Regions from separate parts of the Sus scrofa genome. Here regions 1, 2 and 3 are each linked to region 4. A link is a contact called in public HiChIP or PLAC-seq data. All regions are on one chromosome and are shown on one strand. The core of a region is the stretch at or near the end of the contact, and the rest is flanking DNA. Distances in the headings are between cores, read along the strand shown. Region 1 holds the start of CXCL8 (C-X-C motif chemokine ligand 8). Region 2 has its middle 46 kb from the start of CXCL8. Region 3 has its middle 23 kb from the start of CXCL8. Region 4 has its middle 37 kb from the start of CXCL2.

What was found. HiChIP or PLAC-seq counts read pairs in DNA pulled down with a chosen protein or histone mark.
Region 1: an H3K27ac HiChIP or PLAC-seq map of skeletal muscle shows a contact between it and region 4. The contact joins the promoter of CXCL8 here to the enhancer-like site in region 4. A contact is called at or near these places in 4 of 47 Hi-C or Micro-C datasets (alveolar macrophages, fetal heart ventricle, psoas muscle and 1 more) and 2 of 2 datasets of contacts at active chromatin or transcription factors (alveolar macrophages and skeletal muscle).
Region 2: a contact with region 4 is called in an H3K27ac HiChIP or PLAC-seq map of alveolar macrophages. The contact joins two enhancer-like sites. A contact is called at or near these places in 1 of 47 Hi-C or Micro-C datasets (embryonic fibroblasts) and 1 of 2 datasets of contacts at active chromatin or transcription factors (alveolar macrophages).
Region 3: a contact with region 4 is called in an H3K27ac HiChIP or PLAC-seq map of alveolar macrophages. The contact joins two enhancer-like sites. A contact is called at or near these places in 1 of 47 Hi-C or Micro-C datasets (embryonic fibroblasts) and 2 of 2 datasets of contacts at active chromatin or transcription factors (alveolar macrophages and skeletal muscle).

What each region holds. Positions count from the first base shown.
Region 1 is chr8:69,929,005-69,934,119 of Sscrofa11.1, reverse strand. CXCL8 (C-X-C motif chemokine ligand 8) reads right to left here and starts at 1,474. Exons shown (of 4, transcript NM_213867.1): 1 at 1,328-1,474; 2 at 178-313. The coding sequence starts at 1,391. LOC106504691 (a long non-coding RNA gene) reads left to right here and starts at 1,995. Exons shown (of 4, transcript XR_002346702.1): 1 at 1,995-2,464.
Region 2 is chr8:69,883,529-69,888,938 of Sscrofa11.1, reverse strand. No RefSeq gene overlaps it. Among named protein-coding and RNA genes, the nearest start is that of CXCL8, 46 kb to the left of the region's middle. Within about 2 kb of position 3,153, at least 7 of the 83 cell types and tissues checked have an H3K27ac peak or open chromatin away from gene starts, as enhancers often do. A contact at or near this core is called in alveolar macrophages, where this site is marked.
Region 3 is chr8:69,906,938-69,912,315 of Sscrofa11.1, reverse strand. No RefSeq gene overlaps it. Among named protein-coding and RNA genes, the nearest start is that of CXCL8, 23 kb to the left of the region's middle. Within about 2 kb of position 2,700, at least 3 of the 83 cell types and tissues checked have an H3K27ac peak or open chromatin away from gene starts, as enhancers often do. A contact at or near this core is called in alveolar macrophages, where this site is marked.
Region 4 is chr8:70,118,083-70,123,352 of Sscrofa11.1, reverse strand. No RefSeq gene overlaps it. Among named protein-coding and RNA genes, the nearest start is that of CXCL2, 37 kb to the left of the region's middle. Within about 2 kb of position 1,677, at least 44 of the 83 cell types and tissues checked have an H3K27ac peak or open chromatin away from gene starts, as enhancers often do. A contact at or near this core is called in alveolar macrophages and skeletal muscle, where this site is marked.

The DNA of each region.
Region 1 (5,115 bases), core at 225-2,724, 190 kb after region 4:
TTTTTAGCTATGAGTCATGGAAGGGGCCATATTTAAATGCCATGCAGACAAAGAATTTTTCCTTTTTGTTTTGCTCACTATGAATTGATAGTTCTTAGAACTTTGTTGGTTTCTTCCACCTCCCCCAATTCTAGGTTTGCTAGAGTGAAATATCTAATCACTTTTGAAATTACTTACATGATTTCTGAATTTTCACAGTGGGGTCCACTCTCAATCACTCTCAGTTCCTTGATAAATTTGGGGTGGAAAGGTGTGGAATGCGTATTTATGCACTGGCATCGAAGTTCTGCACTTACTCTTGCCAGAACTGCAGCTGTGGGCAAAAAAAGGCAATTAAGGATTAATTTCATCAAGAGGCTTTATGCTCATTAATTCCAGTGTGGTCATTTGATGACTATGCATTTGGTAAAAATCACATCTTTAGCAAACTTAGTCCTGAAATTGATGGCTAGATAGTCTCCTAGCCCCTGATCTCAGTTTTCTCTTTGTTTTAAGAAGAGTCATTCTTGACAATCCTGAATGACATAAAGACTTTGAGTTGTCTTTAGGCAATGCTGACATCATCACAGTACTTTTTCCTCCTACTTGATATGGCATAATCTTCTGGGATACCACAGTGCTATTGATGTTAGGCAAGCTAAGATCCACCAATAAGGAAATACCTTCAGGAAGAATTAATAGAGAAAGATGGGAGTGGCACAGAGATTGTCCTATATCTTAACAAAATCCTTAATGCATAAAAGAATATATATATATATATATATATATATATACACATACACACACTGTTTAAATGAATACTGAAAGAAATACAGTATGATATGTAAAAATACATACAGTATATATATATATCATTAGATATATCATAATAATTTTAAACTATATTTCTTTCATCAGAGGGATCCCAATAGAGTTTATAATCTGTCAAGATATGTTTAAGCCAAAGAACCATTGATAGTTGTCTGAAGTTTGTCAATGAAATAGTAGATGGAGCCAAATTACCTGCGTTACCTTACTCAATAGTTAATTTAGGGACCTCTTATTGTGGCCTCCGATAAGATATACTCTAATGTTAAATATATTCATGCTATAGAGTATGAATGATAGGAATAGAACATGTATTATAAATCAACTTTATACTTTTCTAAATATCGTTCTGATGTCATCTAAAAATTTAACATTCAATTTTTATTTAAGGAAAGAAAACCATCCTTGGTTTTCTTTCCTTAAATAAAAAAGATGTTTATCAAGGCCTTTGCGATCATCTTGCTATCTGAGGACCACATTTAGACACAGGAACACTCTATACATCAGAAATATTGCTTACCCTCACAGAGAGCTGCAGAAAGCAGGAAAACTGCCAAGAAGGCAACAGCCAGTTTGGAAGTCATGTTGACACGAGCTGTTTTCTTTCTAGTCTCTTCCTGGCTCTGGTCCTAGGAGCTTGTGAGCTCTGCTGTCCCAGGGGACTTGTGCTGGATGGAGAGCTCCTGTGGCTTTTTATACCATCTCAAGAGTAGGGAACATGTGCGCCCTCATGCTTACATCATGTCAGAGGAAATTCCACACTACGCAACCATCCCCCCGCCCTTTGAGAGCAGACCTGAGTCATCTGACTCCTCTAATGATTGGTTTCTTATCATGTTTTCAGCAGCATTGAGCTTCTTACCTGATCTTTCAAAGAATTTAATTGTTTTGATTTTGTTAAAAAGCATGTCTCTTTTAACACGTTTTAAAATATTGTTTAAGATGCTTCAGTTTTTCCTAGTTTGAACCCTATTGTCAATTGCCATCTTTTGTATTTGTAAGTAGCTTTATCATGGTACTATCTGGCAGCTGTTAGAGGACTATCATTTGTGATTATTCTTTTATGGCACAATTACTTCTTTAGGTAAATTAGATGAGCTGTAATAGTAGAGAAGGTAATCTAGGTAATCACTTTTACTGGGGACATAATTTACCAGAAGTCCATTTCTAAGCATTTGGGAAAGTATCCAGGAGAGATTACTGCTCTCAAAGAGCATGTTAACAACTTTTCAAAAGATTCGGTTTTCTAATGTTTAACAGAGTGAAAGGGCACACCTTTCAGTTCAGTTCCACAAATACTTCTCAAGCAACTTCTGAGTAGTGTGGGAATCTAGAGATGGGTAAGACTATGCACTTGTTTTTAAGGAGGTTGATCTAATAGAAAATGAAAGCAGCATAAAGACCAGAATATATTACAGAACAAACAAGTGATACCAAGATATTGATTCCAACGAGAATATGAGGATAGAATAGTGCGTGAACATTTTGAGCAAGGTACGGAGGACTTTAACAGAAGAGGATGAAGAGAACAAGAATATTTAGGTGGGGACATGATTCAAAGATACTCAGGTGGTAAAATGAAGAATTGTTTATGCTCCAGGATGTGGTTCACTGAGGCTACTTGGTTGGAGGGGATGAGGCAGCACGTAATAGGAAGGTAAGCAGCGTGTGCTTAGTGGAAAGTGCATTTGGGTTTAAACCCTGATTCAGCCACCTAGTTTTTGTGTGGCTTTTAGGTTTCCTGAGTTCCAGTTTATATCTATAAAACGGGTTTAATAGCATCCACCTATCTCATAAAGTTAATCTACATAAATTTCTTAGATTAAATGTTAAACAGGTGAATTTCCATTTACTCTAAGAGCTATGGCTTGATTTCTCATTTTTGTCAGATGATTGACTTCAAAGCTACAAAAAAGGAGTTCCCATTGTGGCTCAGTGGTAATGAGGATGTGCGTTCGATCCCTGGCCTCACTCGGTGGGTGGGTTAAGGATCCAGCATTGTGTGAGCTGTGGTGTAGGTCACAGATGCAGCTCCAATTTGACCCCTAGCCTGGGAGCTTGCATATGCCACAGGTGCAGCCCTAAAAGGACAAAAGCAAACAAACAAAACAAAAAAAACTACAAAGATATTCCACCAACAATTATTTTCCTAAAAATCTTATTTGCCTTAGAGAATTCTTGACGAAAGATTGGTTTCTGAAATACCTAGTCGAGCCATTATTACAGCACATAATACAACAATATAATAAATAGAATAAGTAGAGTCATGAGTTGCTAAAATTTAAAACTCCGGATTAAAATGAGGTTGTATTAGAGTTCAAACTGCCCTTTCAGGTTGAAAATCTGTAGTAAAGAGAGTCTTAAAATCAATGGAATTTCACAATGCTTGAGGAAATAATTAGTTTAAATACCAGTATAGGATTTAAATTAAATTATTTGACATAGGCAAAAAGACAAAAAAGAAGATAAACAGCATTAAAAAATTATTTGACAAAAAATATTGAAAATTAAACCAGGAGTTATGATGTTCCAGAATATGAATATTTATGGTTTGGGGGGAAAACTTCCTTTGCTGAAAGACTTGTTTGGTGACCCCAGCTAACTTCTTAAATATCACTTTAATTTACTGGATGTCAGGGACTGTTGTGTGTACGTTTATTAATCCTCACGACAATAGAATAAGTAGTGAAGTCCTCATCTTACAGGTGAGGAATCTCAATCATGTCTCCAAGTTCATATATCTAACCAGTGGTGGAGCTGTTGTTTCCAAAACTTACTAGTTTTAGTCTTGGTCTAAAAGCACATTCACAAAGGCGAGTTGAAAGGACTTTTCTTCAGAACACTAGGACACAGAGCTGTCTTTGTATGATTTAATGAAGTTTCTGACTTCATCTTCTTGAGTCCTCAGAGATTAGTCAGGACTTCCTTGAGAAAGAGACACTAAGGAAGGGAGCTTACAAATAGTAAAATCTGGACACCTCTGGGCAAGTACATAATTTAGAAAGAATTCCACTTGATTCAGCTTCTTTCCCAGGGAGCTTGAGGAAGCACTGAGCTTGTGCACATAATCGTGTGAGGAAGGGCAATGCCAAGTTTAAGTATTTTCCAAAGAGGTTATTTGGTTTCTGAACAGCCATGTTTCTTTTTCTTCCTCCAACCAATATAAGACTTGAAGACAAAATAGTACCTTACATCAACCTCTGTAGCAAAGTAAGCATTTATCACATGTAATGCAGTTCTTACTGTTTTTAAATCTCTACTGTTTTTGGTAGATCTTGGTGGTTCACTTGTTTATTTAATATATGTTGAATATCTGCTAATGCTGGTCTTGTAGTAGGAGATGTGAAAACTCTATAAATACAATAGAGTCTCTCACTTCAAAGAGTTTGCAGCCTAATGTAGAATATGGACAATTAGTTATAATAAATTAATACACATGCACCACAGTGATGAATGTTATAATGCAGAAAATGACAAGAAGCTCGGGGAGCAAACAAGCAGGACCTCTGATGCAGTTTTGATGAATGGGGTTGTCTGAAGAAACAACTACAAAATTGTAACCAAGTGTTAGTGATGAGTAGGAGCAAGACCAATGGGGTGGGGAGAAGGGGTGACTGCTTTGTTAATGGAAGGGAAGCAGGTAGAAGATAATGAGATGTAAGAGAACACATCCAACTGGATTCCTGAAATTGTTGAGTATTATATGAAAAATACGTATAGAAGTGAGGAGAGGAAAAGTTGGAGCCAGAAATGTAAGCAAAACCTGAATTTTAAAGAAAATTCCCAGTCTCTTTGTTTCAATAATGTTGGTTTGTTCAGTAAATGCCTGGTGTGGGAGAACTACATTTTTTTTTTAAGTTTACCAATCAAAAAGTAAAGATGTATTAAGACAACAAATTGCTTAAAGCTTACATCTAGCTGATTGTTTTCCTTCTAATTATAGAGCTTTTTTCTTTATGCCTAAATATTCAAATTCACTTTTGTGTGTTTAAAAAATACTATTGATATACACAGAGGATTGAGTATTGTTTCCAAGTTCTATCTCCCAATCAATGAAGATTTGGGGTTGGAGTTTAAAGGACGGGATTGGAGGAAAAGGCTGGTTTTGGAACAGGCATTTATTATGGTCTTGGTGCTGAAGATCAGCCTGTCCTCAATGTGAAAAAAAAATTCAACGTGATTGGCTACTTAGAGTCATTTCTTTTTTAGATTTATGATACAAAAGTTTTAGAGACTGTTTACTCCAATTTTACAATAAAATATATATCTTTGAAATAACAACAATTATATATTATTTGGCACTAGGAA
Region 2 (5,410 bases), core at 1,904-4,403, 240 kb after region 4:
TTCATCTAATTAACACACAATGAACTGAATAGTAGGTTGATGTAGGGCCAAGGTTCACGTCAGTGTGGTGAAGACCTTTCCAAGTGTGGTGAGACACTTTACAGGATTATTATTCTCTGTTTTAAGCTCCCTGTGTTTGGTTTTTTTTTTTTTTTTTTTTTTTTTTTGGTACTCTCTTGCTTCAGGGGAGCTCCAAGTTTATTTTATCTAATGCAGAAGTCTAAAAACTAGCATTTTCTTCTTTCTAGAAAAGCTTAAAGTAACTTTTATCTTAGCAATCCTGCTGGGGGAAGAGAAAGAGGAACGTTTTCTGAGGAACCTCCATACTGTTTTCCATAGTGGTCGTAGCAATTTACATTCCCACCAGCAGTGTAGATCAACTATAATTTTAAATTTTTAAAAAGATTTTAAAAAAGAGAAAGAGGACAATGTCTTTGAGGAAAAAGAGGCTGAGAAGGGGAGAGAAGGTATGTTACCCAAGACTGGGAAAAACAGTAAGATTTGAGTTGCTACTAAGAATGAGAACCTTGAACTTCTCTTAGATCCCGAAAGGTGACCAGACTCTGGGGAAATGGTTGATTGATTTTATACCTAGGAAAGTTAGATCCAAAATCTGGGGTCTCCAACTGGACAAAGATGTCTGTGCTCCAAGTTGGAGCTTTCTATGCCTCATGCATGCATCCCTGTTCTTCAGACCATGTGGGCTTCGGATATTGGCCTTCCAGGGATTGCAAGACCAGAGGAACATTCTCCAAATGTTTTCTTTTGTGTATGACTCCTGAGATCTTAGAAATATCTGTAAGGTTGGAGTTCCCGTCGTGGCGCAGTGGTTAACGAATCCGACTAGGAACCATGAGGTTGCGGGTTCAGTCCCTGGCCTTGCTCAGTGGGTTAACGATCCGGCGTTGCCGTGAGCTGTGGTGTAGGTTGCAGACACAGCTCGGATCCCGCATTGCTGTGGCTCTGGCGTAAGCCGGTGGCTATAGCTCCAATTCAACCCCTAGCCTGGGAACCTCCATATGCCGCGGGAGTGGCCCAAGAAATAGCAAAAAGACAAAAAAAAAAAAAAAAAAAAAAAGAAATATCTGTAAGGTGGTAAAAACAGAGTCCCGCTAATACCTGAAATTAAATTTCCTACAACTGGGAGGTGGGGGGTAACTGCTAAACTAGTAGAATCAGATTTAAGATTATTTTTTAAAGGAAGGGGAATTTTCCCATATACTTGAATTCATAGGATAAGATTCGTATTCTCTATACAAGCTTGGAAAAAAAAAAAAAAAAAAAAAGGGAGGGGGCCCTGGATTAACAGTATTTGAGAGATAGTGAATAAGAAGTGACACTTATTAAAGGTAGGTTGGTAACCCAGAGTTTAAACTTAAGCTACTGATTTTGCTATGATTCTCCTTAAATGTCCCCCTTTCAGGAAGTAGATTCTCCAAGGTGCTCAAGCTAAAACTTGATGTTAGTTGTAAACTGAAGTTTGGCACTTGCCATCATCCTCTGCATGGATTAACTCATGATCCATGGCAGCTGCTGACCCTCAGCACCCCCTGAGCAGAGCTCAGGGTGGAGACCAGGAGAGAGGCACTCTGCTCTGCTGGAAGAGCAGGTCTTCAAATAGGAGATATTTATAGGAGAAGATTTTTATGAGCCCATTTCTTGTATCTCCTCATGTCTAGAAAAACACTACAACTCCCCAAGTGATGTCTGCTCCTGGTGACTAGTAGTAACCTCCATAAGACCAGCAGCAGACTTTGTAAAACATGTGCCTGGCTGCAGGCACTTCCCCCCTCACCTTTATCACTTAGAGCTTGATATTCCCCCTTTCCTCTTTGGGGTGCTATTTCAGAGCTGTCTGAGATACTGCCTCCAGGGCTGCAGTTAACTTAAAACAAAAGATGTCCTCATCTGTGAATGCAGTCACTCCCAAGGGTTGGCTGGTGAGCCCTGGGGGAACTGAAGAAAGAAACAAAGACTGTCGTGTCCCCTCCCCTCCCCCGCCCCCGCAGTTGAGATGCATATCAAAGGAGTGATTCTAGGAAGCCCAGATGCTCACCTCTTCCCATAGAAACTGGATTTCTATAAATCTTTTCCTGTAAATCTGGTTATCTATAAATATTTTGTTCTTACTACCTTCCCTTTGTTGTTAAAAATTCATATCCTAGCTTTCCCCCTCACTTCCTCTGGAGCAGAGCAATTTCTCAGGGCTACATGAGATGCATCTCCTGGGCTTAAGTCCTAATTTCACCCCAAATAAAACTTAACTCTCAACTTTCAGGTTGTACCTTTTTTTTTTAAGGCAACATAGTCATGACCGCTCCCCTTATCCTGCACCCACATCCTTCTCCTACAAAAACTTCTGTCTGCTCTCTGTTTAACATATTTATAAAATTCAGCTACTTCCTAGTTCCTCTTCTGCTACCACTCAGGTCCAGACCACCACCCACTCTCCCCTTAAGTCCTGCTAGAACCTCCTAATTGGTCTAGTTGTTTGAGCTACTTCTTCGCCTTTCTCCAGACTCTATTTTCAATAGAAAACATATTAATTCTGAGTGAATAAAAGAAACAAAGGCTTGGACAAGTTTTAGCCTGTTACTACCAAGTTCAATATCTCCAGTGGCCTCCTGTCTCACTAAGATGAAAGTTTTCAGTGAATTTTAAGTCCCCACAGGATTAGCCCCCAAGTCCCACCCTGTACCTCACCCTCTGCCACTTCTGCGCTTTACACTTTGAGTTCTGCCTTCTGGAGCTGGCCTGCCCTCCCAATTCTAAGGGTCACCCCCCAACCAAGTCTTCCTCAGCTTTGCAGGATCTTCCTTTCTTCCTTCTGTTCTCCATGCAAACCTCCCTCTTCAGAGAAGTCTTCCACTTACTCTATAAAAAACAGCAATGCCCTAGCATTCTCTGTTTCTCTTATCTCCCTATGGTATTTGAATGACTAAGTTGCTCACTCTGTCAAGAATTTTTTTTCTTTTCAAATCAAGTAGTGAAACCTACACGACTAAATAAACATTTTACAAAGAAACAGCAAACAAAGCTGTCAAAGTGTCATACTTCCTTATTTTCTCCATGTCTCTCCTTTTATCATCTACAAATCAGCCTGGTCTGTTTTTATTTACCCTGACAGTGTTTTTTATCCTAGTGTCCACACCCAGACTCCTGGGCTTTTAGTCCTGTGCACATCTTGTATGGAGTGGTTTAGGAGCTACTTACTTCTCTCAAATGTAAATTCATTCTTTATAAATAGGTACAGGCACCTGTCTGTTCCATCATGTCTTCTTGAATATCTATACCTGAACATTTATGACAAACACATAGTAGTTAATGATCAATTGTTTCCCTCTATTTCTGCCTTATATTATGGAGAAAATATTATATCAAGTTCCATTAATACATGTACAAAGAGGTTATGTTGCTTCCTCTTTTCATTTTTAAATAGGAAGGAATAGTCTAAAGTATTTATAAAGTATAATAAGGAGGAATTTGGATCTGTGTGGTTATAAACAGCTGTTCCCACACAACTTCCTCATTGAACAGATGGGGAAACAGAAGCAGAGGTGTCCAAAGACCTTGGTGTTGGCAATAGAGTCGGGTCTGGCTCGTGACAGGCGTAGAGTAATTTTTTTTCTAGGGCAGATTGCCTCAATATGATTCAAATTATAAAATCATAGAAATCTTTGTTAAATTATCCTTCTTGCCTAAGAATTTTTCTTTTAAAGGGAAATTTTAATCCTAATGGGATTATCCAATATTATGTCAATGAAATTTTTATCCTAGTTTGATTCCTAGTTCAGTTCTTCCTCCTAGCTCAATTCTTCCTTCAAGTTCAATTCTTCATCTTTCTACAGAGGTCTATAATTTAAGAGATTTGACCTTTTATAAAAAATAAAGTATACTAGCTCATAAATATAACCTTTCAAAGGGCCATCACCCACCACAGTCATATTGTGCTGTTGGTTTTAAGTATTTGGTTTCTACTGATTGTTCAGTAAAGTCGCCAACTGACATTCTTGTATTTCAGTATCAATTATACACAAAATGCTTCTATTGTGAGAGGGCCTTTACTTCCCATAGAATAACTCAAACTTGCAGACACACAATCAAATATTGCATGGAGACATCTGCAAAATGGCAACTTTCACCTCTAACATGTCAATATGGCAACATCCATGAGACAGAAGTAAAAATTTGGCTCCAGATTGTGGACTGAAATGTATTTTTCTCATTAAAATGGTACTGATTGAGGCCCTACATCATGTGCAATACACTGTAGTCAGCTTTGAAAGAGTTGGAAATAAGAATTCATCTTCAAGTTGCTTGGATATGTGCCTAGCCTCACTGCAGCACTCATATAGTTACTAAGCAAATATTTTAAACCATTGTCTATGTATGAGGTGCCAGAGATATGGAGATAAATATGATGGACTTTGAGCTTGTCTTGGTGGGACTGTCTGCACCTAAAGGAGAGAAAGTCATGTGTCCTTCCATATGAGGGCTTGGTGTGATGCTTTGCACAACACGTACTCACAGAAGTGAACAAAAGATAATAACAAGTATAGGGAGTTCCCATTGTGGCACAGTGTTTAATGAATCCGACTAGGAACCATGAGGTTGCAGGTTCGATCCCTGGCCTTGCTCAGTGGGTTAAGGATCTGGCGTTGCCATGAGCTGTGGTGTAGGTCGCAGACTCGGCTCAGATCCTGCGTTGCTGTGGCTCTGGCATAGGCCGGTGGCTACAGTTCCAATTAGACCCCTAGCCTGGGAACCTCCATATGCTGCGGGAAGTAGCCCTAGAAAAAGGCAAAAAGACAAAAAAAAAAAAAGATAATAACAAGCATAGTTAAGGAGAAAATAATAAACATGCTATTGACAGTAGGATCCCAGCAGGCCTAGTGCAGTCCCTGAGGTCCTCAGATCATTTTTTGTCTTTTTCAGTTTCTCATAATTGAATACATGTGTATGTATAATTATATTATTATAATATAATATATATAATAATACATATCCTGAATAGGGGATGAGAGAACTTACCTCCCTCTCTGGGACACATCAAAAGAGGCAGGGAAATGTTCCAATTACAGGCCATTAACACTCTGGCTTGAACCAAGTCAAAACATTATTATCTAAACAAAATTGTCAAAACCAAAACACTTTAGACTCTCTTTCCTACTGTTTACCACTGGGGGTGGGGAGGGGGGCATGGATTAGCAATGTGTTTATTTTCTTCCCAAGGACTCTTTTTTTTTTTTTTTTCAGGGCCACCCCTGTAGCATATGAAAGTTCCCAGGCTAGGGGTCAAATCAGAGCTGCAGCTGCCATCCTACACCACAGCCACAGCCACAGCAACATGCTATCTGAGCTGCTTCTGCAACCTACGCCACAGCTCACGGCAACGCCAGATCCCTGAACC
Region 3 (5,378 bases), core at 1,451-3,950, 210 kb after region 4:
TTTAGCTAAATCTCTATGTTTTCAGGCTATTTTAAAGTTCTATGGTGTTTAGATTCTGGAATACTGAGAACGCTAATAAATAATAACTGATGTGGAAAGATTTTTATTCCATTTCCTGATCCTAGCAGAATGAATACATTCTCATCTCATCTCATCTCATCTCACGGAATCTCATTGTACACAAGGTATTAGCAATTCCTGGCTAGCGTCACACTTAGGATTTGAGAGCTCTAAGTGTCCTTAGAATCATCTAAGTCAAAGTCTATACTGCAGATTGTAGTTTCTATTTTTCACTTGCTGTGTATCCAGAGCTTAAAATGCAGCTACAATTCAAGGAGTTAGAAATATTTGGACATGTTTTTTATGAGTAAAGAGTTTCTACTTACAAAGTGGGACAAAACCTCTAAACATAAAAAGGGACCTCAATATTCACAACACCAGAATTAATCTATATGCCAAGCTCCCTATATAGAATCCTTATCAAACCACCTGACATAGATTTGGGATTTCATCTAATGGACTGACTTAAACAAATCATTTCCCTTTATTTCCCTTTTACTCACATATTTCGGTCCCTTTTTCATAATAACACATGTATAGCACTCTAAATACTATACAATACAAATCTTGTTGCAGGCTCACCAGGCCAGATAAACTTCAGGTAGTGAGGTCTATCCTGAAATAGTAAAGGCTGATACTTAGACACATTAAATGCTTTAACTCAATTTCCTCTTGCTGTAAAGTACTTCCCAGGCAGTCAACAATGACTAGAATATCAGGGAACTGGTTTCTGATCTCTTGCTCAGCTGCTTGTCTGCTATGTGACCTTGAGAAAGCCACTTAATCTCTTTTGGACTAAGCCTAAACATAAGTTAAACTCATCTTCATCATTCCTTTCTGCAGTTTCCTAGTGATGAACTTATACATGGAGTTTCAACAGTGTTGTTATCATTTGGAGGAACTGTCAGAATAAGTAAATGTCATTTTTTTTAAAGTTTCCCATTCCGATCACCCACAAAATGTTGACATTTCTCAAAGTATAGCTATAACAAAGCCATGGTATGGTTTTCTTTTGTGTCATCTCTTTCCTTAAAAACTGTGAAATTTTGTATATTTCAGAAAAGAATTCACATTTCTAATGTATGTGCTTGTTTTAAAATCACATTATCTTTAAGATATATGAGCTCTTATAGAAGCAAGCTTGAAAATGCTAAAGGATAACCAAGCATTATAAGGAAACCAAGCATTATAAGGAAAATTTTCAGTAATTTCTACCTATGTTTAGTCTAAACTTATTATTTATTTGAACAACCCTGTTAGATCAGGTAGTCTTTAGTTTACTGTAATGTTATTTTGGTATTTATTCCCTTGGCTCTGGATAATTTAATCACCTGTAGGGAAATAAACAAATACATAAAAAGGAAAGGAAAAAAAGAGATATATTAAATCTATCTAGTAAATATTACCTGGATTGATCACCAGATTGGATGTATTTTAATAAGCAATCTTATTAGTGTCTTGAATTTTGTGCATTTATTAAGAAAAAAATTAATATATCCAGGGAGAATTTTCACGAGTCAGTCATTCTATGATGCTTCTGAAATGTTTTTTTGAAAATAGATTCACATTAGCAGGTATCAGGTTGTTTGAGCACCATCCTTGAAGAAAAAAAATGAGCAACATTCCTCAAACAGTAACCAATTTTGGACAGCATTCATGGAAAAAGGAGATAGTGCCAAACACATTTCATGGGAGACTGGAAACACTTCTGTTCAGCAACAACATTTTTACCTAGCTTCCTCAACTCAGGTTAACCTGATCCCACTGTTGGTAGCTTGTGTTTATCTTTTGCAGTGATTGAATCTGCCAGACTTCTCACTACCCACATCTTCTTTCTACCTTTGAATCACGTACCCACGATGACATGAAAAAATTGAGCAACTGGGCACCCAAGTTTGGGAGAATTTTCTTTCCCAAGCTGTGAGTATTAAGGACAATCCCTCACCTTAGCCCTTATTCTCAGGTTTTATGAAATAATGATACCATTCACTTCCTCAGCTATGATTAACCAATAGACAAGGGCTCTCTTTTAGTGGTTCTCTGTAATCTCTTGGCTGGTTCCTTGTAAATATCTGAGCTAAGAGCAGTTCATACCATTATTCTTACCCTTCTTCCATGTTCTGGTGTTTAGGCTCAGGTCTAATTTATGAAATAAAAATATAAATAAATAAAAACATAGACATGAATTTAACTTCATGTAGCCCTAATTCAGCTCAACAGAGCACAGGTCAGACAATCTTGGCTTCCAACCCTGAGTCTTACCAGTGGTGTGACATTCAGCAATTCATCCAGTGACAGCATTTCCAGTTCCTGTGTGCAAATTTGGGATAATTATAATGATCTTGAAGGATTAACTTATAGGATGAATGGATGTACAATAATCAACACATGATACACATTCAATATACAGCTAAACTGTTATCACTATCATTTGAGAATTACTTATAGTTGCTGATTCTGAACCCTCAAATCAAATAAAATCTTCGATTAGCTTCCAATGGATCAAGAGAAGCCACGTCAAATATTCTACTTATTTAAAAGTATGAATACGTGCAACTTGCCAGGAAGTGGTTAAGGAAGACAGACTAACATGGAGGACACATCCTCTTACCTCACAGTTCGTTGGCACTGCCATGAGATAGCGTTTCTTTTGAGGATTTAGAAAGCTTGTTCCTCATATGAGCAAATAAATGTCATTTACATATGTCAACAATTCCACCCAGAATTCTGACTTTAGAAAGTGTAAAAGATCATGACTACATTCTTTGATGAGTCCAACCTTATCGATTAGCGATACAAACCTATAATTTTCTTAGTTCCTTTCCTTTCCTTCCCTTTCTTTCTCTTCTTCCTTTCTCTCTCTCTCTTTCTTTCTTTCTTTCTTGGCATTTTCAGCATGTTGTCTTATTTCATCCTAACAACTCTGTGAGATAGGCATCATTAATTTCCATCACCGATACTAGCTACTCATTGGCTGTAAGCTATCAGAGGAAGAAGGTGGGTATAAGCACCTCATTCAGGGGCATTTCCTGGCAAGGAGACAGCCAAAACTCATTATTAGCCAGTCCTCTTAGTAGCTGGGGGATGGATGCACTAGCTCAAAAGTAGGCACCAGCAGGATGTACTATATCCCCATTTTGCAATGGAAGGGGGGAACTGAGAATCAGAACATTTAAGTGACTTTACCACACTCCCATATCTGGTAGTGAAAAACAAGATCCGAATTCAGAATGCCTGATTCCAAGTGAAGGTCTTCTTCTCTCATACAACAGCTGAAGGAGATTAGAAGGGCGACTGTGAATTTATATACACTTCTTATGAAGTTTGGAAGAATAACTTCATTAAGTATATTACTCACTATAAAAAGTCATATTTCCTTTAAATTTCTCTACATTTAGCTCTTCTTAATTTCATCTGATGGCCGTTTCACAAATTCTGTTTTATAAGAACTGGAAAACAAATCCATGGCCATTCTACCCATGAAATTCAGGATTGCATACAGCTTGATTTCAAGTCTTCTCAGAAATTCAAACTTGTGACCTGTCCTTTGCATCCAATCTCAAAAAGCAAGCTTTTTAAAAAATCTCCTTGGAACAATGGTCAAGTTTGGAGCTTGACCACAAAAAGCTAATATTAAACAGGCCTGTTTTTGTACTCTTGATATCCTAAAGCTCTAGTCTAGATGATATCTACGGTCAGTACTTGCAAGACATCACAATGGCAGCACGGCCAGCACTTCAATTCAGTAAGGTAAAGATACTAATTGGTCCAGAGCATTGCACAAACATAATCTTGAACGGACATCCTTGCTGTAAGATAGTTTCTCATTTAAGACGCAGAAAACACAGAGCTAAAGGAAGTTTATTCTAACTGAGAGGATTGGGAAAGTCTTCTTGGAAGAGAATGTAATAAAACTAGGCTTTGAGAATTCCCGTCATTGCTCAGCGGTTAACAGACCCAATTAGTATCCATGAGGAAGTGGGTTCAATCCCTGGCCTTGCTCAGTGGGTTAAGGATCCGGTGTTGCTGTGAGCTGTGGTGTAGGTTACAGACACAGCTTGTGACTTCCTGTGGCTGTGGCATAGCCTGGCAGCTGTAGCTCTGGCTTGACCCCTAGCCTCGGAACCTCCATATGCTGTGGGTGTGGCCTTAAAAAGACAAAAGACAAAAAATAAAAAAACTGGAGTTCTCGTCATGGCTCAGTGGTTAATGAATCCGACTAGGAACCATGAGGTTGCAGGTTCAATTCCTGGCCTTGCTCAGTGGGCTAAGGATCTGGCGTTGCCGTGAGCTGTGGTACAGGTTGCAGACTCAGCTCGGATCCCTTGTTGCTGTGGCTCTGGTATAGGCTGGTGGCTACAGCTCTGATTAAACCCCTAGCCTGGGAATCTCTATTTGCCATTGGAGTGGCCCTACAAAAGGCAAAAGACAAAAAAAAAAAAAAAAAAAAAAAAAAAAAAAAATTAAAAATAAAACTAGGCTTTGAATATTGAAGAAAATTTCAGCAAGGAGAGTCATTTGAAGGAAAACATGAGTAACATGAATAAGGAAGTATATTAAATGCACAATTTGAAGGGAAAATGCCCCCCCAAAGGCAAAAGTCACAACCATAATCAGGAATTTGAAAATAAAGCAAGTAAATAAATATCTAAAACCAAGATCTAACAGCTCTAAGTTTAGAAGCACGATGAGTGTCAGATCTAAGATCCAGAGAACAAACAAATCTATGCCCCAAACCAAAACCTGGAGTCACAAGTAAAGAGAGACAGATAGCAAACCCAAAGAGATAACCGAAACCCACCGAAATCTATCGGTACTATGCGAAGTTTGACAACGTCTCTTATTCAAAAGGGATCTGCCTCATGGGGGTCAAGGTCACCCTGAAGCTTCCAATCACAACATGAACCCCACAATTCCTTTTGAGAGTAGCAGTTTAAGAAGAAATTTTGCCAAAGATCCATTCTAGAAGAGCAAAAGGTCTTCCTTGCTCCCATTCCTAACCAAGCATATTGATTAAAAAAAGGTCCACTTAAAAAAAAAAGAAGAAGATCCATTTAGCTCAGGACTGGTTGAGGGAAGTACAAAAGGAAGGGGCCATCCTCCCTCCTTGACCTCTTAAGTCTAACATCACAGGTGTTTCAATGGCTTTTAACATCTTAGGGTGTTTTCTCTTTTATCCCTTCCTTTCTTTCCCTCCCTCCTTCTTTCTTTTCTTTTCTTTTTTTTTCTTCCTTCCTTCCCTCTTTCTTTCTTTCTCTTTATTTCTTCTTCTTTAGCTGTTATTTAGCATCTTTGATGTGCCTAGTGGTCTAAGTCTT
Region 4 (5,270 bases), core at 428-2,927:
CAGGGAGAATGGCCTTTTTCTGGTATTGTTCTGGAATGTCACATGACTCCTAGTGCGGGCACAAGGGCCAATCCACGGAGGACAGCAAAAGAGCCTGTTGTTTAAAACATAAAACTTTTTAAAAATCTTAAATTATGCAGTTCCTGGTTTTGTAGGGTCAGATAATTACAAAGATGCTCTAAAAGGAAAAATTGAAATTACAATGTAAAAATGAACATGTAGGAGTTCTTGTGGCTCAGCAGGTTAAGAGCCTGACTAGTATCCACAAAGATGCGAGTTCAATCCCTGGCTTCGATCAGTGGGTTAAAAGATCTGGCATTGCTGTGAGCTGTGGTATAGATTGCAGATGCGGCTCCAATCCCATGTTGCTGTTGCTGTGGCTGTGGTGTAGGCTGGCAGCTGCAACTCCAATTCCACCCCTAGCCTGAGAACTTCCATATGCCTCTGGTGTATTTGGTTACATAATCTTGATCTCCTCTTCACATAACAGTGAAGATGATTATTTTTGAGATGATCTCCTATACATAGAATAGAGAGATGGTTTATTCTTTCCATTAGGATGGTTGATCAAAGTTTGCTTTTATTATAGCTAGCTGGATGCATAAAGCATGGGACTTCATATACAGAAGAACTTAGTTATTTGTTATGCTACTCAAGTGGATGCTCTACAAACATAGGAATGCTGATAAATTCTCTGTAACATGATTCCAGTCAAATAGGAAAAAAAAAGTATGAAACATTTATAATTGTAGAGCCTAATTGCATTATTAAGTATATTTCTGAAATGTGAAGGTTTGTTTTGTCTCGGTTTGATGTAAACTGATCCTATGCTTTTTTGCGGGGGCACCGCACCTGCAGCATATGGAAGTTCTCAGGCTAGGAGTTGAATCGGAGCTGCAGCTGCCAGTCTACACCACAGTCACAGCCACACAGGATCCCAGCCATGTCTGAGAACTACACTGCAACTCGAAGCAATGCCAAATCCTTAACCTACTGAGTCAGGCCAGGGATCGAACCTGCATCCTCCTGGATACTAGTCATGTTCGTTAGCCACAACAGGAATCCCTGAATCCTCTGCTTTTGACTTTACATTTTGACAGTTGAAAGAATTTTCCCCAGACTAGGTTCTGGCTCTACATATTTCAATCTTGTTTTTCCCATAACCACGCCACTTTAGTGTTGTCCACCTTAATGTCCATTCGAATCCCTGCCTCGGGAAGGTGTGCAGGCACAGTAAGGAGAGGGATATTCCTAGAAGCTAACCCCATCCCAAGATGGCTAGTAAAAGCAGAGCTCTTCCCAACGTGACTGTGAGCCAGTAAAATATCTATCACTACATCTCAATTGAGACATCCTCAACTCAACTTCTCAGCTAGATCTCAAACATCCACATCCATCTATATCCACATCACCCAGCACAAGGAGAGGTATAAAGAAAGAGAGTAGGAGTAAGAATAAGCAGTCCTAACCAGGTGGTTAAAATATATAACTTTGGCACATTTTATAAAACTATACGGCCCTTGCTCAGCCCTCTTCCCCTCAGCCTTGAAGAAAGGCTAAGCTAGTGAGGGTCATGGAGCTTCAGGTAGTCAGCTCCGTGAAACATCCACCCATGACTGTGATGAACTTCTCATCTATCTGAGTGGCATTACTGCTGGCAGCATGTAAAAATGTCCTCCTTATGGTCAGGTGAGTAATTGTGACTCTTTTAAATGATAACAGTGACAAATGAGTGTTCGGCTGTGTGGTCAAAATGGTGAATCAGATCTCTTCTGGGAAAAAATATCCCAGTGATCTTTCTGTCTTTTTGGATGTCCACCCAAACCACACTCACATCTGCTACATTCAAATTTGCATGTTAAATTTTAATTTGTCAGAGTTTCCCCTTTGGGGGCTCCTCAAAGCCAAGCTCATGAGGGCAATTTCTTTTCAATGGCTGATTTATCCTCAGGGTAACAATGCCCCTGAGGATAACTCTTTTTTCGAGAGGCGCCTAGGATAGAAATATTTGAGGAAAGGGATTTTAAAGGGAGATTCTGAAATCCTTGGGAAATTCCACAACTGTTTTTTGTAGCCATGTCAACAAACGCCAGGGCCCAGTATCTGTGAGTCATGAGTCAGGCATGCTGATGTTGGAATGGAGTCAACAGAAGGAAGTTGGCCTCAGGCACAGGGACTCAGTGCTAAGCCGGAAAAACTACCCAAGATTTCTTCTTTGCAGCAGATTTGTCTTGAGTGTTTCTTGGGATTCAAATTCAGCTCCTGTTGTTGAAGGGGAAGAAGCCAAGAAGTCACTTAGGAAGGGCTACCGTGGGCTACAGGAAGACTCACAGGCAGGAGAGGCCAAACCTTGAGATCTTTACTCCTGTGGTGTGGCGGAGATTGCAAGAATGAACTTCAGGAACTGCTCAAGCAGTGGTGTTACCTGGGGGGAATTTTATAGGTGGCACAGTTTTTATCATATAAAAAGAGGGGAAAGGTACTGCAGACAGAGAAAACAACATGAGCAAAAACTCAGAGGTACAATAGTTTACAAGACTGAAGCTGAGGGAGTTCCTGTCGTGGTTCAGTGGTTAACGAATCCGACTAGAAACCATGAGCTTGTGGGTTCGATCCCTGCCCTTGCTCAGTGGGTTAAGGATCTGGCGTTGCCGTGAGCTGAGGTGTAGGTTGCAGACGCGGCTCGGATCCCGCATTGCTGTGGCTCTGGTGTAGGCCTGTGGCTACAGCTCCAATTTGACCCCTAGCCTGGGAACCTCCATATGCCGTGGGAGCGGCCCAAGAAATGGCAAAAAAGACACACACACACACAAAGACTGAAGCTGAGAGGAAATGGGGAGAAAGTTCTAGAGAGGAGTCTGGAGAGGCCCAAGGGACCAGCAGGGAAAAGCTTTTATCAGGGCAGCAATCCTGAGGACCACAGCAGAGGGGTAGACTCTGACCAGTAAGCCTGGGAAAACACATGGCCAGATTCATATTGTGGGAACTTGGCAGCAGGGAGTGCGTGGTGGAGGAGGAAAGCTTGTGGTTTGGCCATTTAAGAGATTTCGCTGGTGACCTGGGGGAGAGAAGGAAGGGCTCAGTCTAGTCTAGTGGAGCTAGGAAGGGGGATAAATTTTTAAAAGAGTAGGAAATGTTAAATGCTTGAATCCTTCACAAATGCAATAGAAATGTTAAGAAATGCTGACAACACACTAAAGGTGAAATAACCAAGACATAACATTGTGGAATATGCACAACACACAAGGTTGAAATAAAACATAGCAAAACTTTAAATAGCCATAATGTCTGGATAGTAAGGTGACAGATAATATTTATTTTCTTTTTCATATTTTATATACTCAAAGGGAATCATATGTGTAATCCAGAACTAAGACAAAAGTTAAGAAGAAAAGAAGGATGAGAGAAAGGAAGTGAAAGAAGGAGGAAGGAAGGATGAAAGGAAGAAAAGAGACAGATTTCAGAGCTGTTAAGGAGATATACTCAGTGAGGTATGGGAAGTAAAAATGGTTCAATAGAGAGTTCTGATTCCCACCAACATCTCTTTAACTTAACCTATTCTAGAAGTTTCTACAAAGCAAGCATCATAGGCTGTAGGACCCAGGTTGTATATATCGTATGTGGGGGACATAAACATGAGATGGAAGCCAGATTAGGAAAATACTTAAGTTGTGTTCACCAGACTGTCCATTGGTTTAGCTATGGCTGCTGAGTGGCTGGATGTGTAATGTGTTTGGTAGGAGAGCAGCAGACTTTGGGTCTGGTTTCTTAGGAAGAGGCTGCCCTGCTAAAGCCAGATCCCTGGCTGGCAGCCCAGGTCTGCCCAGTCCTTGTCTAGCCCTAGGTTCCCTTTTTCTGACTCAGAGCATTCGATGCTGGCTGCTGTATATATTGCAAATCTGAATGTGTTGTAAATATCCAGTTGTTAACAGCTGTTTTTTCTGAGCCCTTGGAAAATCAAAAAGGATTCTCATAATTATAGGAACAACAATAGTGATAATGAAGATTAAGATGGGCAATACAATATATTTGCTGAAGGACCTAGGAGTAATATTCGACAGTGTCACTGAGTGTTCCGAGGTTCAAATTTGGGGATGGGTGTCATTTTTTTCCAAGAAGTGTTAAGTAAGTGGCCTGAAATTCTATGCTGTGTCTTCCTGTAAGAGAGCTATCTCCTTGAGCAGCCCCAGTGTTTCTGGAGGAGAGACCATATGGAGACCAGAGAGACCAGAAGGCACTTCTCTCTGCATACCACTTTTGCCTTAAGAACTCAACACTCAAACCCAGAGCTCAGTCCATAAATTAATTTCCTCAGCATGGCTGAAGGGTCCTCTCCACATGCTCTGGTGGCCTGTGCACTTGTCTGTATGATGACACTCCATCCACTGCATTTTACGTGCCTGCCTGTACTCTTACTAGATTTTAAGATCTGTAAAGGAATTATATCTTATTCTCTGTTTTACTCACAGCACCCACTACAATGACTGACACATAACATTCTGAAGAGGTACTTGCTAAATAATTAATAACACTGATTTTATCGTGACATTATCAAATTAATGAACTGATGATTAAGTTCAGAAAAAAATACAAAAGTTAAAAGCAGGAAACCAGGAGTTCTCATTGTGGCTCAATGGTTAATGAACCCGACTAGTATCCATGAGGACGTGGGTGCATCCCTGGCTTCACTCAGGGGTTAAAGATCTGACATAGCTGTGGCTGTGGGGTAGGCCAAATGCTACAGCTCTCATTTGACCTCTAGCCTGGGTGTGGACCTAAAAAGACAAAAAAAAAAACAAAACAAAACAAAAAAAAAACAGGAAGAACCATAATACTAGTAACATTTGGAGCACTTTAAAAATAGATTTCACTCCTCCCTCCCCAAATGAATGCACACATATATGCCATACTGCTGCTTTAAGCTTCTGAAAAGCAGAAAGGCACTAAATCAAAACTAAGTATTTACTAATTGTGCTTATTAGACCCAGACACTGAAACTGTTCTTCCAAAATAAGATGAAGAAGAGTGGGAACAGAGCAAGGGAATTTCGTTATGCAATTTTTTTCCCCTAGGGCACAAATGGATATTTCAATACTTTTTCAAGGGGATGCAAAATTATTTTAACTCTTATTTGTGCATATGGAAATAGGGATTTATATTCATACATGATGCACTGAGAAGTATAACACACTACCCTTGAATATTGCTGGCCCAAATGAATCTAATAAGAAGAAACATGAGACGAATCCAAATTGAGAAAGTTCCCTTTC